Regions from separate parts of the Mus musculus genome. Here all the other regions are linked to region 3. Evidence: chromatin contacts called from public HiCAR-type and HiChIP or PLAC-seq data. All regions are on one chromosome and are shown on one strand. The core of a region is the stretch at or near the end of the contact, and the rest is flanking DNA. Distances in the headings are between cores, read along the strand shown. Region 1 has its middle 13 kb from the start of Gm51758. Region 2 has its middle 33 kb from the start of Myct1. Region 3 holds the start of Mtrf1l (mitochondrial translational release factor 1-like).

Region 1 (3,289 bases), core at 772-3,271, 300 kb after region 3:
ACCTTTATAAGGATTCGTTTCCCGGACATGGTTTGTTTATTTGTTTCATTTACTTTTTTTTCAATATAGCTCAACCAAGCTAACCTTGAACTCATGATTTCTCTGCTTCAGCCTTGCCAGGACTGAGATTTACCATAATTCAGCCACACATAGTGTCTTTTTCAATTTGCAAATTGTGGCAAATGTTTCCTAAATATATATTTACATTGTGTGTGTGTGTGTGTGTGCACGCGCAAAAGCATATACTAAAGCATACATGTTGAAGTTAGAGGACAACTTTCAGGGGTCACTTCTCTCTCCCCACCCCATGGATCCTGGGGACTGAACTCTGGTGGCCAGCCTTGGAGGAAGTGTCTTTATCTATTGACCCATCTCTCCAGCCTCCTGAACACTAACTGAGATTAGCCAGCTCATCTTCTTTACTGCGTGCCCTTAAAAGTTACCAGAAGTAAAATAGAGGTAGAGGTTGAGACAGGTCAAGATTATGAGACAGAGAACTCAGTGATTGAGAGCACTGACTGCTCCTCCAGAGGTCCTGAGTTCGATTCCCAGCAACCACATCGTGGATCACAACCATCTGTAATGAGATCTGATGCCCTCTTCTGGTATGTCTAAAGACAACTACAGTGTACTTAAACAAACAAACAAACAAACAAACAAACAAATCTTTTTAAAAAAGATTATGAGGCAGAGAACGAAGAGCTCAAATCTTGAATGTATATCAGTTTATAATTACAGCCTTCAGTAGGTCTGTGCAAAATGAGAAGTTTCTTTAAAGCTATTGATTCTCTTTGCCCCTTGAACTAGTTATTAACATTGCCTAGAGTTTAGCAAGCACCTCTCCCCTGGAAAGCTTTGCTCTGTGTCTGATTAATTTCTTTCTGCCTGTGTGATCTTGGCTTACAAAATGCAGCTATGTGAGGGTGTCTAACAGTTTCCCTGCTTTACGGCACATAAGGAGAAGCCACAATGTTTGTGATACCGTCCAACGCTGGGGCTCTAACTCTGACACTGTTAGCTGTGTCCTGGCCCCTCAGGACCTTAGCTACTGGGGAGATTGCATCCACAATTTTGCTTTTGAGAAGTCTCCCCCAAAGGAGTTATATGCAGCTTCAGAGGACTTCATGAAGCTGGTCCAAGGTCCTTGTGGGTTCAATGTTTATCCTATGCTGGGCTGATCTCCTGTGTAGGTCCTGGCTCTTCCTATTTTAACTCTCATGCCAGGTTTTAGGAACTAGGCCACAGTCTGACAGAACTGCCAATGAGCTGCTTCTCTGTTACACAGCAGATGGCCACAGGGTTGAAGGCACCAAGCTGGCTTGTTCCCCCCAAGCCCTGCCAAGCCATAGACTGTGAGTGTGGAGGAGGAAGGCTGCTCACTTCCTTCCCTGTGGCACAACAGTGAGATATTTATACTACAGATTTGTAATGTTAGCCTAGTCTTTATTATGCAGGGGAACGCTGGCTTTTAGTCCATGTGTACAGTCTTTGAGAATAACAATTAGTAAGCATGACTTATAATATCTACCTTTTGACTTGGGAAGATGTGAGCTACTAAATAGCATGCCTTGCTCATTCAATTTCAAACAAGATAGTACAGTAATAAATATTATTATACATTATATTATTTTATATATATTATACATATATGTTTGAGGGGAATGATCCTTTATAGCTTATGAAAGTGTCAACCCTTAATCATAGCTATGAAAATAAATTTGAGAATCTGTACTCAGAAAAGTAAAATTGTTTCTATGTTTCACAGTTTATAGGTGGCTTTCTTCCTTCCTGGGAGGCTATCTTCAGAGTTTTAATGAGAAATTGGCTTTAAGTGGCTTAGCTGTTGATTCTCGAAACCAGAGCTTCTGAGTGGAAACACTGACCGAGCCTAAGTAGCTACTAAAGAACCTGAATGTGATTATCAACAAAGCCACTTTGTAACCGGCCACTCACTGATGTGAGCCTTTAGATGTTTGATAAATATAACTATTTCCTGTTATCCAAAATAGCTCCTAATGTGGGTCAGATTATTGGTGCGGAACATAGCCACACCCTCTGCTTCAAGGACAACCAGTACTCTGCAATGCCACTTTGCTGTCCTTTATGATTTAAGAGAGAAAATGAATCCATTAAAAAACACACAAGCATTTCTTCTAACTCAATTTTCTTAAGATCTAATCAACATAGAAAATAATAACATAAAAAAGTGATAAATCTCCCATCCCCACCACAACATGGCTAGATGCAAAGACAGGTGAATATATTTTGTTGAATATTGTCTCTAATGTTTATATGTAAAATTAATTTATGGTATGAATCCTACTTTATAGTCTGGGCATTTGTAGAAAGCTACACTTATACACAACTTCATGCATCCATAAATATAAATTTATATTATCATTAAGTAACTGAATATTGAATAGCATTCCATCTTATAATGTAATCCTTTTGTTTTGATTTCAACTGTGTTCACTATGATAAACAAACCTGGCCATCTTTTAACATATTTTCTTTCTGATTTAAATTTTTCTTTAAGAAATATATTTTTATACTTTTTTGAGAATTTGTTTTTTAATCACATGTCTCAACATTATTTCTCATCATCAGCCCCAGTCTTGTTGTCAGTCCCCTTTCCCTCCGTTATCTATAAAGTGCACTCATCTCATGCTTAAGGTCGAAATCCAGATCAGCGAGCTTCAATTTCTTTAATGAAATTGGGATTCTATCTACCTATATTTTTTTCTCTTCATGGGACTGACCCCTGTCACCACTCTCAACTGCTATTCTCTAGAAACAGGCATCAAAAGCTCATCTTCTTTATACTGTAGGCAGGTAACTCTCTGGTGAGTTTCTACCGAGATTCCTACTTTCAGCAGGAATGGCTTTACCTATCTTGAAGTGCATCATTAGCACATACCCTGTCCTCATTTGCTGAGCAAGACTTCCTCACTACAGACAATGGCAAAGCAATGGTATTATTCTTGTTTCCACGTATCTGGGGTGTCATCTGAGATTTGGAAGGTGATCTGTCTCCCCAAATTATCCAACTTTAACCCTTCAGCAATAAGACAACGTAATATATGGGAAGAGTCAACAGGATCTATGCATATGTGAACTCATAGAGACTGAGGCAGCAGGCACAGGGCCTACTGGTTCAGTCTAGACCAGATGGGGCCCCAGAGCTGAAAACAGAAATAGACAGATGCCTTTATCCCTAATCCAGAAGCAATTTCTGATTGATAACCACTTGCAAATGAAAATTTAGTTTCTTCCAAGAAAGTCTTACTGG
Region 2 (3,302 bases), core at 518-3,017, 260 kb after region 3:
AAGAAGAATCAGGAGAAGTAAGGATGAAGGATTATTCTTTCCCATACCACAAGTCTATAATCATTTGATTTAAAAAAAATTAGTGTACATTTTGGTAAATATTTTGAAAATATACAATTCAAAATAAAAATAACCTAGGAGCGCTGGAAGAGACAAAAAATCAATAGCCGAAGAGTCTAATTTTCTTTTTACTCTAAGGTAAAAAAAAAAAAAAATGAGGTAAAGAGAAATAATTTTTAAAATTAAGCTTCTTTAAGGATTAGTGTTACTGTATTGCTGCCTAAGATGATTTTATCTTCTATTTAACTTTTCACCACTGTTCCACATATTTGTTTTACTTTTGTTTTTATTGAAAGAACAAATAGAAATTAAGTAGAAAATACAGTTTTTACTAGGAAACCGTAAGGTGATGAGGGCAATGAGCTACACATTGAAGAGGAAAAAGCACGAGGCCTGAGGAGAAAGACTCTCAGTAAAGGGTTTGTTGGGCGATCGTGAGGACCTCTCAGTTTGGATCTTCAGCATCCACTTGAAAGCTAGGTGTGGCAGTACAGGTCTATTATCCCACAACTGGGAAATCAGAGGCAGGAGGGGAGCCCATTGACCAATCAGCCTAGCTGAAACCATAAGCTCCTCCTTCAGTGAGAGACTGTCTCAAAAATATGGGAGAAAACAAAAAAGAAAGACTGCCCACATTGTCCTCTGGCTTCTGCATGTGTGCACATACATATGCACACATGAACACACAAACACACACATTAGCATGTACTTACACAAACATGCCCACAAAGAGAATACAGTATTGTAGTTGTGGATTATAGTTAATTAGACAATTTTAACTGGGTTAATGGTAATTATGTGGTTTATTCTCTGTGAATGCTTGAAGTTTTTTTGTTTTTTGTTTTTTGTTTTTTTTTTTTTTTTTGTAAATCAGTGCACAATATCCATCTATACACCATGCTTATGTTTTGCCAGTTTTAGTAGGTTGGCTTGCATGTAACAAATAAGTGAAATTATTTCTAATATTGCTAGGAGTATCTACCCATAAACCTCTTGTGGAGTGCCAGTGAGCCTCTGCTGCTGGAGATGAATTTGAGGACGAGTTGAGGAGGACAGGCAGCAGCCACCTATAAGTAAACGCCTGGGGCCACTCAGTCATAAAGGCATCTCCTGCAAGAGGACCTAATTGAAGACTGACTGAGAGACCAAGGATTGCTGATGCAAACAATGCAGGCTAATCGGGAACTGCTGTTTAGAAGAGATACTTTCTGGGGATCCGTGGGCATGGCTTGAGGGTATCAAAGGAGCTTGCAGCAGTGTTCAGATGAGCTTGCTTGGGCATTTTTCACCTGCTCCCAGAGTCTATGTTGTTGATTCCGCCCCAGCTCATCTCCAACCCCCAAGGGCAGGTAGAGTCAGCAATGAATAGATCAAGACACAGACAACAGGCGAGTATTTATTTCAGTGTCTGTCAAATAATAGGAAACAAAAATTTTTTTTCTTTATGTCTACTGGGACCATGGTGTTCAAAATCTAAGCAAAAGCCATTTGTACTCACACCCCACAGCTCTTTTTGGTTGCTGTTTTGTCTCGTCTGCTTTAGTTTGGTTTGTGTACTGGGGAGGAGGGGTGTGAGAAATTTCACGGTGGATATGTTGTTTCTTTCCCAAATGTCCTGATATTGCTCTGTTTCATCAACTCTGTAGGCAAGGTCAACAGACGCTCTCCTCTGCTGCTTGAAAGAGAAATTAACATATGACTGAAGTTGCTGGAGGACAAGTCCTATGACCAACCTTCACCTCAGGGTGTTGGCTACAGTGTATACAGTATTCTTTGTATCCAGTCTCCAAGTAGCTTTGTGTCTGAACTGCTGGTAGACTTCACCCATAGTGTAGGTTTTAAACCTCATTCCAGCTCAGGAGACTTAGAACATGGGATGCTGACTTCGGGGGGGGGAAAAACATATCAAAATTTTTTGATAATTCAGAAGTGCTGTGTAGAAAGTGTTGCTTTTGTGAAAACATCTCAGATTTGGACAAAGACCCTCAAATTATACATCTTAAATCATAATCTACATCATAACAACTATTCATACTGTATCTTAAGTCCTCTTTATCACAGCATTTTATGTGGATTACCTCGTTCTTGCATTTGTATTCATTTATTCATATTTTAAATGACTCTTGTGGATTCCACATTCTTGAATTTGTATCAATTTACTCATAATTTAATGACTCCTTGGGAGAAAGCATTCGAAGAGCTCAGTGCATGCATAGTTTGTAAATCTTTGCGTTTCTTCCCTACAAAATAGATTGCCTTAAAATGATTCTTATCTAAATCTTCAAGCAAAATGTTAGACATAAGGATTCTTAAAACATATGTATATATGTGCATGTGATATGTGTGTCTGTGTAGGTGTATGTCTGTGCATGTGTGTGTTTATGTATCTGTTTGTCTCTATCTGTTTCTATCTGTCTGTCTCTGTCACTCTCTCTCTCTCTCTCTCTCTCTCTCTCTCTGTGTGTGTGTGTGTGTGTGTGTATTTCTGTGGGTATCTACATGAAGGTTAGAGGACAAACTGTTGGAATCAGTTCTTTATTTGTATCTTGTGGGCCCCACAGAGCAAATGTAATTCATCAGGTTTGGTAGTAAATGCTTTTCCCTGTTGTCCCAGACCTAAGCATTCCTAAGGACAATACAGACAGAGTAAGACAGGACAGCAGATACTGGAAGGAGGAAAATTAACCAAAAAATCCAGAGGAACCGGTAAGCAGATAAAGAACAACTGTGGTGGCTGTGCAGAAAGTGGCAGAAGGGACAGCAGAGGGTCACCAGGGTGACAGGGAAATTTGTTTCCAGGGATTGTCTTAAGGAAGGCATGAAGATCAGATGTTCTGCTAACTTAGCAGTTTGGAGAAAATAGAAGAAACAAAAACAGAGAGGGGTGGAGCGAAAATGCAGAAATACACGTGAACATAGCCCCATCTTTTCCTTAACACAGAGTTATTTTCTTTGTTCCCCAGACTCAGCATTGGAGGTTTGGCCCTGCTGCCTCAGTGGCTGCAGCTTTTGCCTGTGAAATGCTGTCTACAATTGATCACCTCCTTTGCCTTTCGACTGCCATCAGCTTATTTCAGCACTCATTGTCTCTCATCGAGGAACTCAAGGATATCTTTGCATCCCTCCCTTTTGGACTGAACAATGCCTCCTTCCTGGCTTGCATGTGAAGCTCTAACCCTAAAACGTCTGTACTTGGTGTCAGAGTCTTTGAAGGGATAATTAAGGACATGTGAGCTTCTAAA
Region 3 (3,519 bases), core at 510-3,009:
AGAGTACCTTTTTATAAGAAATAAAATATGTTCTTGAAATTGCTGGTGTCTTAAAAGTGCAGTGGAGGGATTTCTCACACTAAAATCAAAGTACCTCACCATTTATTTCAAAATGAGTTTAGGGTTAGAAATAACTTTTCCTGGTAGAGATAGAAAACACACCACAATTCTTTTCTATACTCGGGTCAGAATCAAAACAAAACGGGTCTCAACCTCTATCTTATAGCTAAACATTTGCATATCGTGTCACCTGGGTGCCAAAAGGGAAGGGACATTTGAGGCGCTGGAGCTCCTTGCTATCACTTGAAGAGCCGCTTCATTTCTTCATGCCAGTGCCCTTGTATGTGATGCTAAGGATTGATTAGATAGGATGCAAAATTCATTTTATATAATCTTGAAATTAGTAATTTTGATTAGTGTTAATGGTAAGAGTACCCATTTGATTCTAAACAGAGAACAGTTTGATCAGCAGTGAACCACCATGGTCCAAAAAACAGCTAGTAATCCAGTAGAATTCGCAAGTAGACTAAGCTTCAAATTCTGCATCCTCAGGAGTGGCTTGTCTGGTTTATTCACATCCTGTTACCCACTTCTCTGGTAGGCAGTGGTTAAGTCTTTTGAATTGCAAATACATAAGTTAGTAGTCAGGAGGGTGGATGTCCACTAGAGGGAGGCCTTTGATTTTTCTCTCTTTCTTTTTTTAATTGCAGGGCTGCAGACAGCCTTGAGCAAGGTAAGCAAGTACTCCCCGAGAGTTACAACTTCAGAGCAGAATGAGGAAAGTTTTAAAATGCTTCATTGTGTTGTAGTTTGTTAGTTTTAACTTGGATATGGAGGAGGAGGGAGCAACAGCAAGAAAGTGAGAGAGCAATGGAGAGTCGGATTGAGTGAATCAGAATGTGAGGCAGGAAACGGAGAAACCTAGTGCTTGGTGTGGTGGGTGACGATAGGAAAACAGATTTTGTAGCGTCCCTGGGAGGTTTAGTAGGATATGCCTGTCCTTGAAAGGAACCTATGTCAGATGACCACCCTATAATTAAGCCTTAGAGACTGGAGATAGATGACTTCTGTGGCTGTGGACTCTGTGCCTGCTGGTCGCTTGACTATCCTTAAGTCTCACAGCCTTGAGAAGCAAACCTTCACCTTCAGACTGCAGACACCTGCTGTTCACTCCAGCCTGGCTCGCTGGGGAACAGGTCTTGGGGAGCAGCCAAACTCGGCCTGAGGGCGGAGTCGAGGCTTCAGAGTTGGTCTGGAGGTGAGGCTTCTGAGTTCAGCCTGTAGGCGGAACTAGGTGGAGCTCCACCCTGAGAGACGAGGCGGAGGAAGCGCTTCCTCCAGGAGCCGACCCGAGAAGGCGGGACTGAGGCGTTAAAGCTCCTTCCCTAGAGAACAGGGCTGAGGAGGCGGAGCCGCGCTTTTGGAGTTTCCTTTGGAGGGCGGGGCCGAGGAAGCGGAGCTGAGGCATTGGAGCTCTTCCCTAGAGGCCGGTCTGAGGAGGTGAAGTTCTGTCTCAAGGCGGGGCTGAGGCATTGGAGGCACTCGCTATCTCAAGGTCACGCCTAGGCAGCAGAGCTCGCCCACTAGAAGTGGGAGTCAGGCGTGGGTGGTTTCCACGCCCCCGTGGAGGCGGGGCTGAGACGGTGGAGCTCCGCCCTGAGGGGGGCGGGCTGAGGCCCCAGACCTGTCCCATTTGGAGGAGGAGCTGAGAATCCGGAGCCCCTCCCCTGGGGTAGGGCGGAGACTTCGGCGCTCGGGTTGGAGGCGGGGCAAACGCGTCCAGACCTCCCTGCCCGCTTGCCTTTTGACTTTAGAGGACCTCCAGGCTGTACTACGCTTTGCCGGAAGTTCTCGTAACATTTCCGGCAGAACATTTCTGGATCGGAGACCTTCCTAGAGTGTTTGTATATTTTCTGCTAGGTGGGCGGCCCAGCCAGGATGCGGAGCGGGTTTCTGAGCGGTGCCCGGCGCCTGTGGGCCCGCCGCGCCTTCAGCCGCACGCCGCCGCCTTCCGAGGAGCTCCTCGCCCGCGGCGGGCCCCTGCGGGCCTTCCTGGAGCGCCGCGTGGGCTCGGAGGCCGGTGGTCTGGACGCTGGGTACCCCCAGCTGGCCGCGGCCGCCCGACTGCTGAGCGAGAAGGAGCGGGAGCTGCGGGACACGGAGTCATTGCTGCACGGTAAGCCACCCGCTCTAGTGGGTTCGGAAGCCATCTGCGTTCCAGATCTTGTCACTAGGGTTCTGACAATCCTCCATTGGGCTCTCTAGAGCAGTCCCTGGACAAGGTGCTCTGCCAAGTTAGTCCTCTGAAGTCACTAAGGTTCTCGGTTGCTTCCTCTCCCCTCCTGGTGTAAGACCCCCGAAGCTAGGCCTCCGCTCAAGTCCCGGGATGAGCTGGCCAGCACCCCAGTGACCCGAGAGAAAACCACACCTGATGCAAACTGCAAGAGGTTTTATTATCAGCTAGCTGAGGACGGTGCCGGGCAGGGGAGTTCGACCCCAAGCAGTGGCAGTAGGGGGCTTTTAACAGCTAGCTGAGGAATTGGGAGGAGTTGGGAGGAGAGTTGGGAAGAGTTGGGAGGAGTTGGGAAGAGAGTTCTTCTCTTTTCTGTGTCCTTGGTGAAATTTACAAGGCAGGAGTGGGTAGTGAGTTCTTTCTGAATTTTTATCTCCGTGTCCTCAGCACAGGAAGGCAGGCATCTCTGGTTGTAAAGTATAGAAACAAAAAGGCTTTTTGCTGGCTATAGAGAACAAAGAGCTTCTTTCTGGCTGTATTTTTAGAGATCAGGGAAAGCAAGCTTGGGGAACGTCCAGGGGCTTTCTTTACCTTCCAGGGAGAAATGCTCTGTAAGTTGGGGTCTCACACTGGCAGCTCAGCTGCACAGGAAAGACTCGCTAGTCCCAGCAGAGGAACTAAAGCCGCAGGTGAGTGTATGGCATTGGCACACTGCAGTGCAAGAGGAGCGATGCACTGTATGGTTAGAACTCGAGACCTGGAAATTCATGTTTCCCTCGAGATTCCAAAGTGTCTGCGTTCCTAAAGCCTCCAGAGACGTCTGCCGAGTAGAACACACTTGGGAACTTAAGGCTTGATTCAGAGACCCTGCCTCGAAGAAAGTGGGAAGAGGGATTGAGGTTGGTTACTGAGATCAACCTCTTGGCTCCACGTTCACGAGTGCTCACACATCTGCAAGCTTGAGTACTCTCATATGCACGAAAATGGAAACAGATAAGGAGTAAGGACTTTTAATTTCAATATAAAAAGCAGTGCTGAAAAGCAGAAAGTAGCTTTACAATGGATCGCTAAAGTCAAGGAAGAGGTGGTTAGGTGGGATCGGAGAAAGGGCTAGGAGGCAGAAGTGACCAACATGGATGAAGGTACAGCTTGAGAAGTCCTGTATGGTGGAAGTGTAGAATAGGTATGGGAGATGGTGACAGAAGAGAAACATTGTGTTAGCAAGGAAAACATTCCGAGGTTTAGTCCATTCTCCTCAAGGGGAGAAGCGAAGCATGGCAGCATGC

Evidence for each region. HiCAR-type assays count read pairs that join an accessible place to other places. HiChIP or PLAC-seq counts read pairs in DNA pulled down with a chosen protein or histone mark.
Region 1: a contact with region 3 is called in an H3K4me3 HiChIP or PLAC-seq map of the 230-238 cell line, with 11 read pairs. The contact joins the enhancer-like site here to the promoter of Mtrf1l in region 3. A contact is called at or near these places in 3 of 39 promoter capture datasets (the C10 cell line and pre-B cells), 3 of 115 datasets of contacts at active chromatin or transcription factors (the 230-238 cell line and pancreatic cancer cells) and 1 of 9 other capture datasets (adipose tissue).
Region 2: a HiCAR-type map of embryonic stem cells shows a contact between it and region 3, with 2.7 times the contacts expected there. The contact joins the enhancer-like site here to the promoter of Mtrf1l in region 3. A contact is called at or near these places in 10 of 39 promoter capture datasets (the C10 cell line, the HPC-7 cell line, HPC-7-derived erythroid cells and 7 more), 9 of 115 datasets of contacts at active chromatin or transcription factors (bone marrow-derived macrophages, embryonic stem cells, epiblast stem cells and 1 more) and 2 of 9 other capture datasets (adipose tissue and liver).

What each region holds. Positions count from the first base shown.
Region 1 is chr10:5,526,508-5,529,796 of GRCm38.p6, reverse strand. It overlaps a transcript of Syne1 not described here. Among named protein-coding and RNA genes, the nearest start is that of Gm51758, 13 kb to the right of the region's middle. Within about 2 kb of position 2,021, at least 31 of the 459 cell types and tissues checked have an H3K27ac peak or open chromatin away from gene starts, as enhancers often do. A contact at or near this core is called in the 230-238 cell line, where this site is marked.
Region 2 is chr10:5,559,191-5,562,492 of GRCm38.p6, reverse strand. No RefSeq gene overlaps it. Among named protein-coding and RNA genes, the nearest start is that of Myct1, 33 kb to the left of the region's middle. Within about 2 kb of position 1,767, at least 7 of the 459 cell types and tissues checked have an H3K27ac peak or open chromatin away from gene starts, as enhancers often do. A contact at or near this core is called in embryonic stem cells, where this site is marked.
Region 3 is chr10:5,822,183-5,825,701 of GRCm38.p6, reverse strand. It overlaps Mtrf1l (mitochondrial translational release factor 1-like), which reads left to right and starts at 1,759. Exons shown (of 7, transcript NM_175374.3): 1 at 1,759-2,176. The coding sequence starts at 1,939. It overlaps Rgs17 (regulator of G-protein signaling 17), which reads left to right. Exons shown (of 5, transcript NM_019958.4): 5 at 1-39.